Regions from separate parts of the Mus musculus genome. Here all the other regions are linked to region 1. Evidence: chromatin contacts called from public HiCAR-type, HiChIP or PLAC-seq and Micro-C data. All regions are on one chromosome and are shown on one strand. The core of a region is the stretch at or near the end of the contact, and the rest is flanking DNA. Distances in the headings are between cores, read along the strand shown. Region 1 has its middle 33 kb from the start of Gm39877. Region 2 overlaps Creb3l1 (cAMP responsive element binding protein 3-like 1). Region 3 holds the start of Large2 (LARGE xylosyl- and glucuronyltransferase 2). Region 4 holds the start of Mdk (midkine). Region 5 overlaps Phf21a (PHD finger protein 21A).

The links. A called contact is a pair of places that touch in the nucleus more often than the background predicts. HiCAR-type assays count read pairs that join an accessible place to other places. HiChIP or PLAC-seq counts read pairs in DNA pulled down with a chosen protein or histone mark.
Region 2: a contact with region 1 is called in a HiCAR-type map of embryonic stem cells, with 2.0 times the contacts expected there. The contact joins two enhancer-like sites. A contact is called at or near these places in 2 of 39 promoter capture datasets (embryonic stem cells and liver), 4 of 484 Hi-C or Micro-C datasets (CD4 T cells, bone marrow-derived macrophages, embryonic stem cells and 1 more), 1 of 115 datasets of contacts at active chromatin or transcription factors (embryonic stem cells) and 1 of 9 other capture datasets (adipose tissue).
Region 3: an H3K4me3 HiChIP or PLAC-seq map of embryonic stem cells shows a contact between it and region 1, with 14 read pairs. The contact joins the promoter of Large2 here to the enhancer-like site in region 1. A contact is called at or near these places in 2 of 39 promoter capture datasets (the HPC-7 cell line and pre-B cells), 1 of 484 Hi-C or Micro-C datasets (embryonic stem cells), 1 of 115 datasets of contacts at active chromatin or transcription factors (embryonic stem cells) and 3 of 9 other capture datasets (adipose tissue, macrophages and pancreatic islet).
Region 4: a Micro-C map of embryonic stem cells shows a contact between it and region 1, with 2.3 times the contacts expected there. The contact joins the promoter of Mdk here to the enhancer-like site in region 1. A contact is called at or near these places in 1 of 484 Hi-C or Micro-C datasets (embryonic stem cells), 2 of 115 datasets of contacts at active chromatin or transcription factors (embryonic stem cells and extraembryonic endoderm stem cells) and 2 of 9 other capture datasets (adipose tissue and pancreatic islet).
Region 5: an H3K27ac HiChIP or PLAC-seq map of embryonic stem cells shows a contact between it and region 1, with 4 times the contacts expected there. The contact joins two enhancer-like sites. A contact is called at or near these places in 2 of 484 Hi-C or Micro-C datasets (CD4 T cells and nephron progenitors), 3 of 115 datasets of contacts at active chromatin or transcription factors (all in embryonic stem cells) and 3 of 9 other capture datasets (adipose tissue, liver and macrophages).

What each region holds. Positions count from the first base shown.
Region 1 is chr2:92,142,741-92,145,485 of GRCm38.p6, reverse strand. No RefSeq gene overlaps it. Among named protein-coding and RNA genes, the nearest start is that of Gm39877, 33 kb to the left of the region's middle. Within about 2 kb of position 1,350, at least 12 of the 459 cell types and tissues checked have an H3K27ac peak or open chromatin away from gene starts, as enhancers often do. A contact at or near this core is called in embryonic stem cells and pancreatic islet, where this site is marked.
Region 2 is chr2:91,983,368-91,986,067 of GRCm38.p6, reverse strand. Creb3l1 (cAMP responsive element binding protein 3-like 1) reads left to right here. Exons shown (of 12, transcript NM_011957.2): 11 at 2,636-2,700. Among named protein-coding and RNA genes, the nearest start is that of Dgkz, 34 kb to the right of the region's middle. Within about 2 kb of position 1,382, at least 222 of the 459 cell types and tissues checked have an H3K27ac peak or open chromatin away from gene starts, as enhancers often do. A contact at or near this core is called in embryonic stem cells, where this site is marked.
Region 3 is chr2:92,369,691-92,372,390 of GRCm38.p6, reverse strand. It overlaps Large2 (LARGE xylosyl- and glucuronyltransferase 2), which reads left to right and starts at 1,334. Exons shown (of 15, transcript NM_172670.3): 1 at 1,334-1,410; 2 at 1,498-1,652; 3 at 1,728-1,825; 4 at 2,132-2,214; 5 at 2,408-2,531. The coding sequence starts at 1,553.
Region 4 is chr2:91,930,546-91,933,245 of GRCm38.p6, reverse strand. It overlaps Mdk (midkine), which reads left to right and starts at 1,387. Exons shown (of 5, transcript NM_001012336.2): 1 at 1,387-1,552; 2 at 1,798-1,874; 3 at 1,992-2,150; 4 at 2,267-2,428. The coding sequence starts at 1,799. Dgkz (diacylglycerol kinase zeta) reads left to right here. Exons shown (of 32, transcript NM_001166597.1): 32 at 1-419. Gm39876 (a long non-coding RNA gene) reads right to left here and starts at 1,029. Exons shown (of 2, transcript XR_866530.3): 1 at 947-1,029; 2 at 1-609.
Region 5 is chr2:92,329,202-92,332,177 of GRCm38.p6, reverse strand. Phf21a (PHD finger protein 21A) reads right to left here. Exons shown (of 19, transcript NM_001362829.1): 10 at 1,370-1,663. Among named protein-coding and RNA genes, the nearest start is that of Large2, 40 kb to the left of the region's middle. Within about 2 kb of position 1,402, at least 11 of the 459 cell types and tissues checked have an H3K27ac peak or open chromatin away from gene starts, as enhancers often do. A contact at or near this core is called in embryonic stem cells, where this site is marked.

The sequences.
Region 1 (2,745 bases), core at 101-2,600:
CTACAACTCTTATCCTAGAATCACAACTCTATTCAGTTCTGATAATGTAAATTATTACACACACACACACACACACACACACACACACACACACACACACACACACCAGGTGTTTTTGTTTTTGTGTTGAGACAAGGTATCACAATACAGCTCTGACTGGCCTAGAACTTACTATGTAGTATGTAGTAGACAAGGCAGGCCTTGAACTCACAGAAATCTGCCTGCCTCTGCCTCTCCCAGACTTTCCTACTTTTTCTTTCTTTCTTTCTTTCTTTCTTTCTTTCTTTCTTTCTTTCTTTCTTTCTTTCTTTCTTTCTTTCTTCTCTCTCTCTTTCTTTTCTTTTTTCTTTTTTGTTTGTTTTGTTTGTTTTTTTTTTTTTTTTTAGACAGGGTTTCTTTGTGAAGCCTTGGCTGTCCTGGAACTCACTCTGTAGACCAGGCTGGCTTCGAACTCAGAAATCCGCCTGCCTCTGCCTCCCAAGTGGTGGGATTAAAGGCGTGCACCACCACCGCCCAGCCTACTATTTCTAAATATAGCTGCAATGACATCTATGTTTGGGAATGCATCAATAGACATATTCACCTGCTGTAGGAATTATGAAAGGGCAAAGCTGGGGATGGAGAGATGGCTCAATGGTTAAGAGCACTGACTTGTCTTACAGAAGTCCTGAGTTCAATTCCCAGCAACCACATGGTGACTCACAACTATCTGCAATGGGATCTGATGCCCTCTTCTGGTGTGTCTGAAGACAGCAATGGTGAGTACATAAAATAAAAATAAATCAAAAAAAAGAAAGAAAGAAAGAGAGAGAGAGAGAGAGAGAGAGAGAGAGAGAGAGAGAGAGAGAGAGAGAAAGGAAGGGAACCTAGCAAGGCTAACGAATGGATTTAGACAGAACCGCTCTCTCCTGCAGGTCCACTGGCCTTAGAGCTGGCTGAGTGGAGTTGGGTAAATACAACTCTCTGTAAGTCTGTCTGCATATACCACGGGACATTGCAAGCCTGGCTGTAAACACGTCCTAGCTGACCGCAGTGAACACTGGCCAGGATAGAACCACTTAACAGTTTCCTGGTTTCTAAAGCTATTTCCATTTCCATATGACTGCCACTTCCAGGCCCAGGCACTTAGGACAAAGAAAATTAAGCCCACAAAACATTAGCGCACTTCCCCAAGTAGCATTATTTTCAATCTCCCCAAACTGAGTCCACCCAAATATTCACCTGTAAGCAAACGGATGAACAAATTTGTGGTGGATCTGCAGGACAAAAGACTGCTTGGCAGCCTAAGGAGGAGCTCTGGAGACAGGCCGCATCCTCAAAGAATCTCAAAGATACCATGCTGAGAAAAGGGAGCACTTGGGAAACAGCACCTCGTGTGACCTTCTGGAACTGGTGAGACCTGTCTGCAGCTGCACAGAGTAGACCAGCGTGTGGGCTTGGTGAGGTTAATGGGGGAGCTGGACCACACTGTGGTGATGGAAATGTTTGGTGTCTTGAATGTGTTTCTGGTTGAGCTAAATGACTTTAGAAACAAACAGGAAAAAGGATCTTATCACGTAGCCCAGGCTGACCTTGGACTCCTAATCCTCCAGCCTCTGATTCCCCGAGGCTGAGGTCACAGCTGAGACCCTCAGATGTGGATGAATTGCTGTTTCTTTCCTTCTTTTTTGAAGTTTGTTGTTCAAATTGGTGTATTTCAGCAAATTTAAATCATAGTTTTGTAAATTGTTTATTTTTGAGTGTGCGTGTGTGCACACATGCGTATGCATGGTGGTGTGGAATCCAGAGGTCAGCCATCTGTTCTCAGTAGACACGCCCACCCCATTTATTTATTTATCCCTGGTTTGTTTGCTTTGTTTGTTTCCTTGTTTTGAGACAGGGTCTTTCTTCCTTCCTTCCTTCCTTCCTTCCTTCCTTCCTTCCTTTCTTTCTTTCTTTCTTTCTTTCTTTCTCTCTCTCTCTCTTTCTTTCGTTTTTTTGTTTTTTAAGACAGGGTTTCTCTGAACAGTCCTGGCTTTCCTGGAACTCATTCTGTAGACCAGGCTGCTCTTGAACTCAGAGATCCACCTGCCTCTGCCTCCCAAATGCTGGGATAACAGGCGTGTTCCACCACTGCCCGGCGACAGGGTCTTTTATTGAGCCTGAGGTTCTGAGATTAGGTGAGGCTAATGGCCAGCATGCCCCAGTCTCTAACTCCCCGGTACTGGGATTATAAACATATGCCTTCATTCCTGCCTTCTGACTGGGGCATTGGGTCCTCAGGCATACTTTACATGGCATACTTTACCATCTGAACTGTCTCCCCAGCCCTCAATTAAGTTGATTTAAATAACAAGGACTGTGTATACCTATACCCTCCCCCCAACTTATATAATAAGCATATGAATTTCTTTCTTTTTTTTTTTTTTTAAACATGAATTCATGGAGGGAGGACACTCTTTATTTATTTATTTATTTTTGTTTTTTTCCAGACAGGATTTCTCTGTATAGCCCTGGCTGTTCTGGAACTCACAATGTAGACCAGGCTGACCTTGAACTCAGAAATCCGCCTGCCTCTGCCTCCCGAGTGCTGGGATAAAAGGCGTGCACCACCACACCTGGCTCACATATGAATTTCTACCTTACATTTGTATTGAAATGTGTATGTACCTATACATAAAGATATACATATATAAAAGTTTTCTCCTAGGAAGGAACAAGGCTTTTTCTGTACATCCCTAAGCAGAACTGGCTTAAATGTCTCCA
Region 2 (2,700 bases), core at 133-2,632, 160 kb after region 1:
AGGCAGGTGGATCTATGAGTTCAAGACCAGCCCAGTCTACATGAGGAGTTCCAGACCAGCCAGGGATACATTAGTGAGACCCTGTCTCCAAAAAGTCTGGAGTGCTGGAGAGATAGATGGCTTGGTACTGGCTGCTCTTTTAGAGGACCCATGTTTGGTGCCTAACCACCCATATGGTGGCTCACAGCCACCTGCAACTCCAGTTCCAGGGGATGAGATGCCAAATTCTTGTCACCGAAGGCACCAAGCACCCAGGTAGTACACAGACACAATGGCAGGCAAAGCATTCATACACATTAAAAAAATTAAAAATAAATATTTATAAGAGATTTGGGTTGGCATTATCTCATTCTATACTCTTTTTTTAAAGATTTATTTATTATTATATGTAAGTACACTGTAGCTGTCTTCAGCCACACCAGAAAAGGGTATCAGATCCCATTACAGATGGTTGTGAGCCACCGTGTGGATGCTGGGAATTGAACTCAGGACCTCTGGAAGAGCAGTCAGTGCTCTTACCTGCTGAGCCATCTCTCCAGCCTGAGGACCAGATTCTTTGCCTCTCTGAGATCCTTTGGCGCAGCGATGTGGAGAGGGCAGACTTAGTGGGCGGCAGAGTGTTCTAGGGACAGCAAGTGAGTGTCAGTCTTCAGTCATTTCTGATGTGACAGTGTTAAGAAAGCCGCTGAGGCACAGGGGACCTGCAGCAGGTGTCAGGACTCTGCTGGGAGTGCCTACCCCTGGGGAGCATGGTAGTTGTGATGTGGGTGCCACCCCAATGGAGTGCGGTGTGGTTCATTTCAGAATCAGTCACAGCCGGCTCTGCATTTGCTAGTTGTGTGAGCCAGGGTGCACATCTTGGCTTCATGTTGATTTCTAGACTCCAGAAACTGCCATCCTTACAGTGAGCATATACCTTGCCTTCTGGAATAGCTCCTGACATGAGGGGAAAGACAGGCCACGAACAGCAAGAGTATAGGGAACAGCAAAGATTAGCATGGCTTTCAGAGGTAGAGGCCACTTCCGGTAGACCCATGGAAGAACTTCTAGGCCATCCTTCATATGCCAGGGACATGAATCTTACGTGGCTGAAGAGAAAGAGGAAACAGATGAGAGGTCAGAGAGAGGGGAGAGCAGGGAGTGTATGGAGAGGAGGGGTACTGCGGGGGTGGGGGTGGGGGCGGTGAGCAAGGCTGAGAGGCTAGAAGGGAGGACAGGAGCTGGGAGCTGGGAGGAGAACTGAGAGGAGAGGGGCTGCGATGGAGCGGTGGGGTGGGGCTGGCGCGGGGGCGGGGCGGGGCGGGCCAAGGCTATCAAGGACAGAGGAGAGGAAGCAGACACAGAAGAGGAGGGGCTGTGCTAAAGTACAAACCCCAGGGAGGGGGAGGGAGGACATGAATGAGCCTCTGGAGGGAGTGAAGCACAGGGCAGGGCAGAGGGCACGTCTGAGGAAGGAGGTGGCTTGTTGAGCGGGCTGGTTTCCGGACTGCAGCTTCACACAATGCCAGGGGCCGCCTTTTCCATAGATTCTCATAGATTAAACCCTGCAGGGGAAGCTGGGAGGCAGGCAGCAGACTGGAGCCAGGAAGCCAATTTACGGGGACCCTTGATGATGAGCTCTGGGAAGCGGGGCTTAAAGCACCTCATTCCCAGGGCTTCGTGTGAGATTTAATTGGCTTTAAGCTAAGGGCTTTATATAAAGCCTGGCACGGGTGTCCAACAAACATTCTTTTTTTTTTTTCTCTCCCCTTGACTTCCCAGAGGAACTAGCCTAGAAGAGAAAAGAAAAGGGTTTCCTTAATTCTCCCAGGAAGTAAGTGGCACGGGAGGATTCGAACCCAGCTCTCAGCAGGTCCTGTCAGTGTGATCCTAGCTTCTTAGGTCAAGGCCTAAAGAGCGTAGGTGTAAGGCTTACACGGGCTACAAAATTAATTAATGGCCTGCCTGAGCAACTTAGTGAGACCCCCCCCCGTCTCAATATAAACGAGAGAGAGAGAGAGAGAGAGAGAGAGAGAGAGAGAGAGAGAGAGAGAGAGAGAGAGAGAGTCTTGACCTAGCTATTACGAAGTTCTGGGTTCAGTCCTTAATATAAGGAGGGAAAAGTCCCAGTTCCCAGTAAGCAAACCATTATTGTCTTGCTCAGAAGTGCTACATTTTTGTGAGCTCCGAGCGGGGCGTGGTGGCGCACGCCTTTAATTCCAGCACTTAGGAGGCAAAGGCAGGCAGATTTCTGAGTTTGAGGCCAGCCTGGTCTACAGAGTGAGTTCCAGGACAGCCAGGGCTACACAGAGAAACCCTGTCTCGAAAAGCAAAAAAACAAAAACAAAAACAAAAACAAAAAGCAGCACAGCTTCAATTGTTATACTGCGTTTACTCATTGAATCCTTGAATCTCCGTGAGGTTGGTTATACTATCCCCATTTTACAGATCAACAAACTGATGCCCAGCAAAATCAGAGCAGAGTGTGTGACTAGCCTAAAATCACATAGCCAGGGATCCTCAGGGCTAGGAGGAGGAGTCAAGCCTGTAAGATGTCAGAGGCTGTACTCTTCATGCCCGGCAAGTGAATGAAGCAGATCCGGCAGAGGGCACATACCTGAGGGGCCTCCGTGGCTCACCCTGGTTTTCTCCACAGTGCCTTCCCGAAGCCTACTGTTCTACGATGATGGGGCAGGCTCATGGGAAGATGGCCGAGGTGCT
Region 3 (2,700 bases), core at 85-2,584, 230 kb before region 1:
AGGCTGAGGATGACAATGGAGCACCGGGACTCAAAGCCCTGCACACCAGGGTTTTCTCTTAATTCCTAAAAGTCCAAGAGGCGGCTTTCGGTTTCCATAGCAACCGCTAAAGACCTACAGGCTGATCCTCATCTCCCAGAGAAAGGCATTCCGATCACGGGAGCCAGCCCCAGGCTACTGTTGATGGATCTGCCTCCCTTTATACAACTGGACTTTCCCGCTAAAAGGCCCAGCTTGAGCTGCTGGTGAGGCCCTTACCTTAAAGGGCAGGTCCAAGTTCTCACCCAGTTTCCATACACACATTGAATGCCTGGAATGTGCGTGGAGGTGTGGGAGGTGGGGGCTACCTCCCAGAACAAACAGGCAACTTCAACTTCCCTTGAGGACCTGGGAAAATAAGTAAGAGATGTAGAGAAAACTACATTCCAGGAGGAAGGGCAGGGGCAGGTCTTGAGGTAGAAGACCCGCCACAGCTGGGAGCCTACAGGAGCAGTGAAAGGCTGCCTGCCTAGCAAGTAGCCAAAGGCTATAGGTAGGTTCCTTTCACTCTTCAGGGACAATCTCATCTTGTGTCCTTCGGGTGATGTGAGGATTACCTGAGTAAAGACTTGGCAAACACTTAGCTCAGGGCTTGGCATTCAGTCTGTGCTGAACCGACCGTGGCGGGTCTCCTTCACAGTCCAGAGCTCCCTGCACCCCTACAGGGCAAAAGGCGTGCCGGAGGCCCGCTGAAGGGTGGAGAGAAAAGGGAGGAAGAAATCCAGGCCTTGGAGCCCGGCACAATCACAGCTTTCTAGACAAGAGTGGGGGATGCCTGGCCCTGCCCCAGCGGCAAGGAGGCTCTTGGCCAGCAGGAGGGGAGGTGGCCTTCAAAAGGGCACAGTGCCCGCATCTTCCAGTCTGCTTCTGGGTAGGGCTAAGGGCCAGGGAGGACGCCTGCAGGCTACAGGTGGCCCCAGCAGGCCCAGCCTCCTGTCGTCGAACTGAGCAGGTGTCCCTAACCTCTGGGCCGGACATTCCTATCCCATCCCCACTACCCTCAGCTTCCTAAACTTCCGCGGTGTGTTTGCCAATTCTTTGAGAGTCATCCGTTCCTCCCCTTAGGAATGGAGTCCCAGAGCCAGGAGGGTGCAGGTAGTGGGCACAGGACCACCCTGGGTAGCCGTCCCCAAGGCCTTTAGCCCTCCCCGTGCCATGGTGCAAAACCACCCTAAAAGGGGTTGAAGGTTCCCAGACCGTGCGGTGCAGGGGCGGGGCCCTGCCGGGGGTCTCCCCGCCCCTTCCAGCTCAGCTAAGCAAAGGTGAAACCTGAGCCCAGGTTGGGGGCGGGGCTAGTTCGCGATTCTGACCGGGACCTGACTGCAGGGCGGTCGCAGGAGGAACAGGGCCTTCCCGGAGCCACTGGAGCAGGTGAGGCCAGCTGCTGCGCACAGCAGGGCGAGTAGCCGTCGGGCCCCGCGGTCCAGTGCTCATCTTGCTATGGTCCTTGGTCCGCAGGGTCGGTGATGGAGCCCGCAGCCCGGGGTCGCGCCCCGCCCTGAGTCCCACAGTCATGCTGCCCCGAGGTCGCCCCCGGGCAATGGGGGCCGCCGTGCTGCTGCTGCTGCTGTTGCTAGTGGTTGGCTTCTTCCTGTTCGGCCGGGACCCGGATTGTAAGCGCCGGAGCTGGGCAGGGGAAGAAGGGACCCTGTGTGACCGCTGCCTGCTCACGCCACGTGTCTTTTCAGATGGACTGGGCACAACTGCTACCCTCGATGAAGACCCGTACAGGAGTCGCAACCTCTCCGCCTCCAGCCCGCAGCTTCTACTGCCACCCAAGTGCGAGGTAGTTGTGCCAAGTGCTGCCATCCCCGAGGTTCCTGGCCAGTCCAACCATCTGGGCATTTGTGGGAACCACAGCACCTGACATGTAGCTACCCAGCTGGGATACCAGAGGACGCTTGCAACGCACGCCCCCCACTCCTGTTCTAATTCCTCACTTATGAAATTGAGGCGTTGCATCTAGGCACCCCTTCTCCCCATCCCCACCTCCGCTCGGATGCCAGGTGGGGCTACACTGTTCTAGACCAGGATGGCTAAGCTAGCTAGTAGAAGTTGAGGGCCGCTGCTGACCTAGGTGTCCCCTCCCCAGATGTTGCATGTGGCTATCGTGTGTGCGGGATACAACTCCAGCCGAGAGATTATTACCCTAACGAAGTCCCTGCTATTCTACAGGTACAGACAGGCCTGGATGAGGGTCAAAAACCTGCCCGTAACAAAGCCCCACTGTTCTGAGTTTCCTTTCTTATGAAGGGGGCCACCAGAACATTCCCAAGAGCTCCTTGTAGCAGACAGGGCTTCCTCCCGTGGGGAGAATCCTGTATTGTTCCCGCACAGCCATGTTAGGCTAACTTTCTCCACCCAAAAGGAAAAATCCGCTGCACCTCCACCTGATAACTGATGCCGTAGCCAGAAACATCCTGGAGACACTCTTCCGAACATGGATGGTGCCAGCGGTGGTGGTCAGCTTCTATGATGCGGAAGAACTCAAGGCAGGAAGAACTCTGCGCTCGTGCTCAGCTAGGCCCACCTTCTTCTTCCTTTCAGCAGTGGGTGGTGGGAGAGGAAAAACTCTGTCCTACTAGACCTCCTGGAGCTGAAATCTTTCATCCTTTGGGGGGGGGGGGGCGATGGCTACGTCCTGCTGTGCCACTTGCTATG
Region 4 (2,700 bases), core at 138-2,637, 210 kb after region 1:
CTGGACTCTCACCTGTCCCTGGTTTCATGGGGAACAGGAAACAGGCTGGGCTGGCTGGTTCCCTCCCTTCAGGGCAGCCTCCAGCTCACCACAGCAGATGGAAGGGCTGGACAGAGCTCAGCATCGATGTCAGGGAGGCCTGCACTCAGCAGGACTTTCAAAAGCCACCTGATCCTTTGGGCTCTCTGGAGGGTTCTGGGTACCTAACCCTCCTCTCTGATCCACCCACCCTGGGCATCCCAGAAACTCAAGAGCCTGCTGTATTCACTTGCCCGCTGCCCTGCTTGGCACCTACCCTGGTCTTCCTCCTCATGTATCCAGCCATTTCATTTCGGACTGTATGGCCTGGGGTGGGGGGTGGGGCTCCCACGGTGACTTGTTTACAGCTGGGTGTGACTCAGTAAAGTGAATTTTTTTTCCTTTCTTGTTTTCTTTTTTTCTTGTTGTGGGGGACTCACATGAGCAATGGTGTGTGCTGGGTAATCCTTGGGGTCGGGGAAATGGCCACCAACATCTCAGATCACTTCGGGAGATGGGTCTGCCCCGATCCTGACCTCTGCCTAGGGCCTTAGGCTCACAGCGCCTGGGGCGGAGCTGATTTTCCCGCTCCTGCAGGGATGATAACAATGAAAGTAAAAGAGGTGGGGCGGGGGCCAGGCTTGGGTTCTTTGGTCTTTTGGCCCTGTGCCCTGGAGCAGTCCCCTCCCCCTGGCTTGTACTGGGGGGGGGGGGGGGGATCTGCTTGAGGTGAGCCTGAGGCCCCAGGGTCAGGGGTGGGCGGTTATCACCTCCGGGGGAAGCCCGGTCTGGAACTTCTCAGACAGCTCTTGTCAGCGACAAGATTTACCAAACTCATTTCTATGTGCTTCCCCATCCCCCCCAACGCCCTTCCCTCCTCCTCCTCCCCCAAACCTGCACTAGAAAAAGGCTCTCGAGCCTTGCTCACCCGGAGCCATCTGAGGTCCCAGGTACCCAGCTCCCTGCCACATCAGAGACCCTTCTTGCACTCTGAGTGAACTGATTAAAAAAAAAAAAAAAAAAAAAAAACCAAGCCGGAGGTGAGCCGGGCCTCGAAGGGAAGGTTCGCGGGTGCGGTGGCCGCCCCGAGCCTGTGACACCAGGACATACTCCCGGGGCCCGCGGTGGGCAAGCGAAGTGGTGACCTGAGAGCTGACAGGCTGCGAGAGGGAAAAGTATAGACAGGCCTAGACCAGGGGAAGGGGAGGGGATAGAGAGCTGGGCCTGCTACGAGGGGACCTGAGCCAGAAGCGCACTGGTAAAACCGAACTCCAGGACCAGAGACCCAGAGATCAGAGGTGAGAGGCACAGACGCGGGAGTCCCGGCTCGGCGAGGGGCGGGAGTGGAGGCGGGGACTAGGGGGGTCTGGGGAGGTGCGGGTTTGGGGGGAGGGGGCGGGTCCTTCCACGGGATGGGGGGAGGGGCGGGGGCCCATGTGACCGGCTCAGACCGGTTCTGGAGACAAAAGGGGCCTTAGCGGCCTTAGCGGGACAGGCCGGAGCGGGAGGGAGCGAAGCATCGAGCAGTGAGCGAGTGAGCGCACGCAGTGGCTGTGGCCCCAGTCCCTTCAGGCGGCTGCTCTGCCACCAAGGGGGCTGAGGTGGGGGTGGGGGTACGCTGAGACATCGGTTCCAAGTCCTCCCTCCGTCTCCCCCTTGTCGGTCCGACGTTTTGGGCCTGGAAAGTGGGACAAGTCAGTCAAGGGTGGGAGGTCCTTCCCGCGGTTCCTAGCGGAGAAGAGACTAGGCGAGAAACTCTAACCCAGGTTTTACCCCTAGGATGCAGCACCGAGGCTTCTTCCTTCTCGCCCTTCTTGCCCTCTTGGTGGTCACGTCCGCGGTGGCCAAAAAAAAAGGTGATGGGATAGGATGGGCTCAGGAGTAAAAGCTGGGGTGGGCAGGTGAGGCAGGCCGTGTGACCAAGTGCTGGTCCGGCACGCCATGTCCTTAACTTTGTTCCTTGCGCCCTGTAGAGAAGGTGAAGAAGGGCAGCGAGTGTTCGGAGTGGACCTGGGGGCCCTGCACCCCCAGCAGCAAGGACTGCGGCATGGGCTTCCGCGAGGGTACCTGTGGGGCCCAGACCCAGCGCGTCCATTGCAAGGTGCCCTGCAACTGGAAGAAGGAATTTGGAGGTGAGGTGGCGCGCGGGAGGAGGGCGGGAAGCCAGAGGGTATGTCCTTATAAACCGGAGGCAGGGAGGACATCCACAACCCTCCTGTCTCTCACCGTGGGGCCACTCTCCCATCAGCCGACTGCAAATACAAGTTTGAGAGCTGGGGGGCGTGTGATGGGAGCACTGGCACCAAAGCCCGCCAAGGGACCCTGAAGAAGGCGCGGTACAATGCCCAGTGCCAGGAGACCATCCGCGTGACTAAGCCCTGCACCTCCAAGACCAAGTCAAAGACCAAAGGTCAGCGAATATGGTGGGGTTGTGGGCCAGGCTACTCCATGCTCTGTCTCTGCAGAGCAGTCTTAAAGTTAGGAATGGGCAGGCACTTGAGGGCCACTCTCAGGAGATGCTAAACCCTCTGCCCAAGTAGGAACTACTCTTTCTGTTGGATCATCCGACCTGGGTTCCTGGGAAAGGCTTGTCTTTGTCAACTGAGGAAGGTGGGGTGGGATCAGGGAGGAGTTAACTCTGCGCTTAAAACTATGGAAAGGCTGTCCCAAAGGTACATGCTG
Region 5 (2,976 bases), core at 153-2,652, 190 kb before region 1:
GAGCTGTCTTGTGTGTTTCCTAAACACAAAGTTTTATAATTCAACTCTGCTGCCTGGGAGTGTGTATGCAAGATTCTTCTGTTTAAGAAGGCCAAGGCAGCCTGTGACAACCCCACCAGGGGCCGGGCTCTCTGAATCATGGTTGGCCACCCGCTCAGGCAGAAGACTGAGACTCACCAGAGACTATTTTCTCATGGATGAGAGACCAAGTCTGAGTGATTAGAAACAGCCCAGGACACTGATGGTTTGAGACAAGCACATGATTGAAAATGTTCATAGTAACTAACTACTACAGGTAAAATTTTGTAAAATATTTCAGAAAATGCATAAGTTGGGGGAGAGAATCTTCTACAACTTATATTTCTGTGATGTCTGTATCCTTAAGTCACATGTATTATATCTATATAATCAGAAAAGGAAAAGGAAAAATAAAATGGAAATTAAAAAAAACAAAACAAAACAACTTTTTCTTTATAAAGTCAAGTGAGGTTTAGCGATGGGAAATGGGACCATGAAGCCCTGTCAAGGAGCTCAGTGCTCTACAGCTAGAGGGCAGTCCTGGCTTGCAGCCAGGGCTGGGAGCAGGTGGCAGCCATCTTGCAGCCTAAGCCTCCTGGATTCCAAATTATAGACTGCCCCAGCAGGCCAATGGCTAGTTAAAGCAACTTCTTGAAAACTGTTTTTCTCTGAAGCCTACTGTTGTCACTGCTCTTTCTCTTGACAGGAAAGAGTGACGGTTAGAAATCCCTTCTCCCCAAGGCTGCTCTTGTGCCTTCAAGGTTTTATTTTTGGAGGTAACCAGTTTTCCTCTAGTCTTACTAACTTTACTAAATTATGATAAAAATCTGAATTTAGAAAATATAAAGGTAGGGCTTCAATGTTTGAACTAAAATAAAATGTCTGCTACATGTAGTCTAGAAAGTTACAGTTTGGTTCTATGTCATCTGTGATGATCAAGGAAGTTTCTGAAATGAAATCCCTTCTCTGCTTTGTTTATTGCTCCTGAGTGACGCTCCCAGTTGGGTCTTCACTTGGACTCTCAGTGGGTAAAGTAACCATGGTATTTTCTGTTCCAGTATGGGGTGCTTCCTCCCTGAGGCAGAGGGGCCTGTCTGTGAATTTCTGCATCAAAGCCAGCAGGGGGAGCACATTTACATAAGACTCTGAAGCCTTGGGAAAACAATTCAACTTAATTCAGGAGAAAGGCTCTTTTGAATGTGAGTGAATTATCATACAATAAAGTGATAGGATGTTGATTTGGTGCTGAGATGAAGAACACTTGAGAAAGAGTATTTAGAAAGCGTCCAGCAGCTGCTGTTTCAAGGGCAAGGCTATTGCCACAGCAGGTGCAGACACACTCTGCCCTTACCTGTTTCTCCAGGCTTGGTTTGCTAAGCTGTACAGTCTGAGGTCCAGGGAGTCTGGTCCCTGGAGTAGCTATGACAATGCTGGTGAGCTGGGCCATGGGGAACGTTTTGGCTATGGTTGCAGTCTGTCCATTGACAACACGGACAGGGTGGATGGAATTCTGGGATGTGGGGAGGGTTGTGGGTGTAAACTTGGTCAGCATGACAGGCCTCTGGATAAGCTGAGGAGCTGCAAGCATGGGAGGAGGCGCTGGAGCGATAGGAATGTTATTCTGGGCCACAGGCTTGGGTCGAACCTATGAGAGAGAGAGAAAAAAAATCTGCATTACCAGAAGTAGCAAGTCTTCCAGTGTTTCCAAGCATACTGGTACCAAGTGTGGCCCATGACAGTCTTCTTGTTTGTTTGTTTGTTTGTTTGTTTGTTTTTTGAGCCAAGGTTTCTCTGTGTAGCCCTGGCTGTCCTGGAACTCACTCTGCAGACCAGGTTAGCCTTGAACTCAGAAATCCGCCTGCCTCTGCTTCCCAAGTGCTGGGATTAAAGGCGTGCGCCACAGCCGCCCGGCCAATGACAGACTTCTAAGTCTGAATGTTTAGGTTAATTTAAAATGATCCCGTGATGGCTGCTACTGATACAGCAGCAAGACCTTGTTGCTACACCTATATACATTTCTAAAGCACAAAAGCTTCATGAAATCTACCAACATATCACATTAATTAATTTTAGTTTGAAAAACATGAACTAAACCTTTGATTCTTTCCTGAAAGCCTTTCATACAGCTGTTGTGAGAAAGAAAATAGGCAGTCAGCTGGGCAGTGGTGGCACACGCCTTTAGTCCCAACACTTGGGAGGCAGAGGCAGAGGCAGAGGCAGAGGCAGATGGATTTCTGAGTTCAAGGCCAGCCTGGTCTACAGAGTGAGTTCCAGGACAGCCAGGGCTACACAGAGAAACCCTGTCTCAAAAACAAACAAACAAAAAACCAGACAGACAAAAAACAACAACAACAACAACCCCCCCCCCCAAAAAAAAACCCAAAGAAACCAGGCAGTCCATATAAAGTGCCTAGGACTAGAGGCAGAGTCTCTGAAGATCAGCTCATGACATTTTAATGTCCAGCCTGTGCTTCCTGTCCATTTCCAACCTGTTGTCTACCAGCAAAAAGAGGGAATCTCTAAGACATCCAGTTAAGTATTTGCCTGTAAACACTTCCATAGACCCCCTTGCTGCTAGGACTCAACCCACATCTCTGCACAATGGTGACGATCCACAGGCTCGCTCTTCTCCAGGACACTTTTCCAGGATCTTCTTTAAGTCTAACCTGGGTAGCCTCATGGTCTCTGCACAGCCACAGCAAATCTCCTTGGCTTTTTGAATGTACATGGTGTGTCTCCACTCAAGACATGAAAGCCTACTTGGTACTCTCAGCCTGGGACATTTAAAAAATTCCTTCTTCAAAATATATCAGACAGACTTTACTAGGGTTTTAGGTCTCACATTGAATGTAGACTATTCTAGGAAATCATGAATGTACTTTCTCAGTCCAGAATGGTCTGTGTCCCATCCACACGTTCAGTCTACCGTACTCCCCTATGGACGCTAATACCCTATAG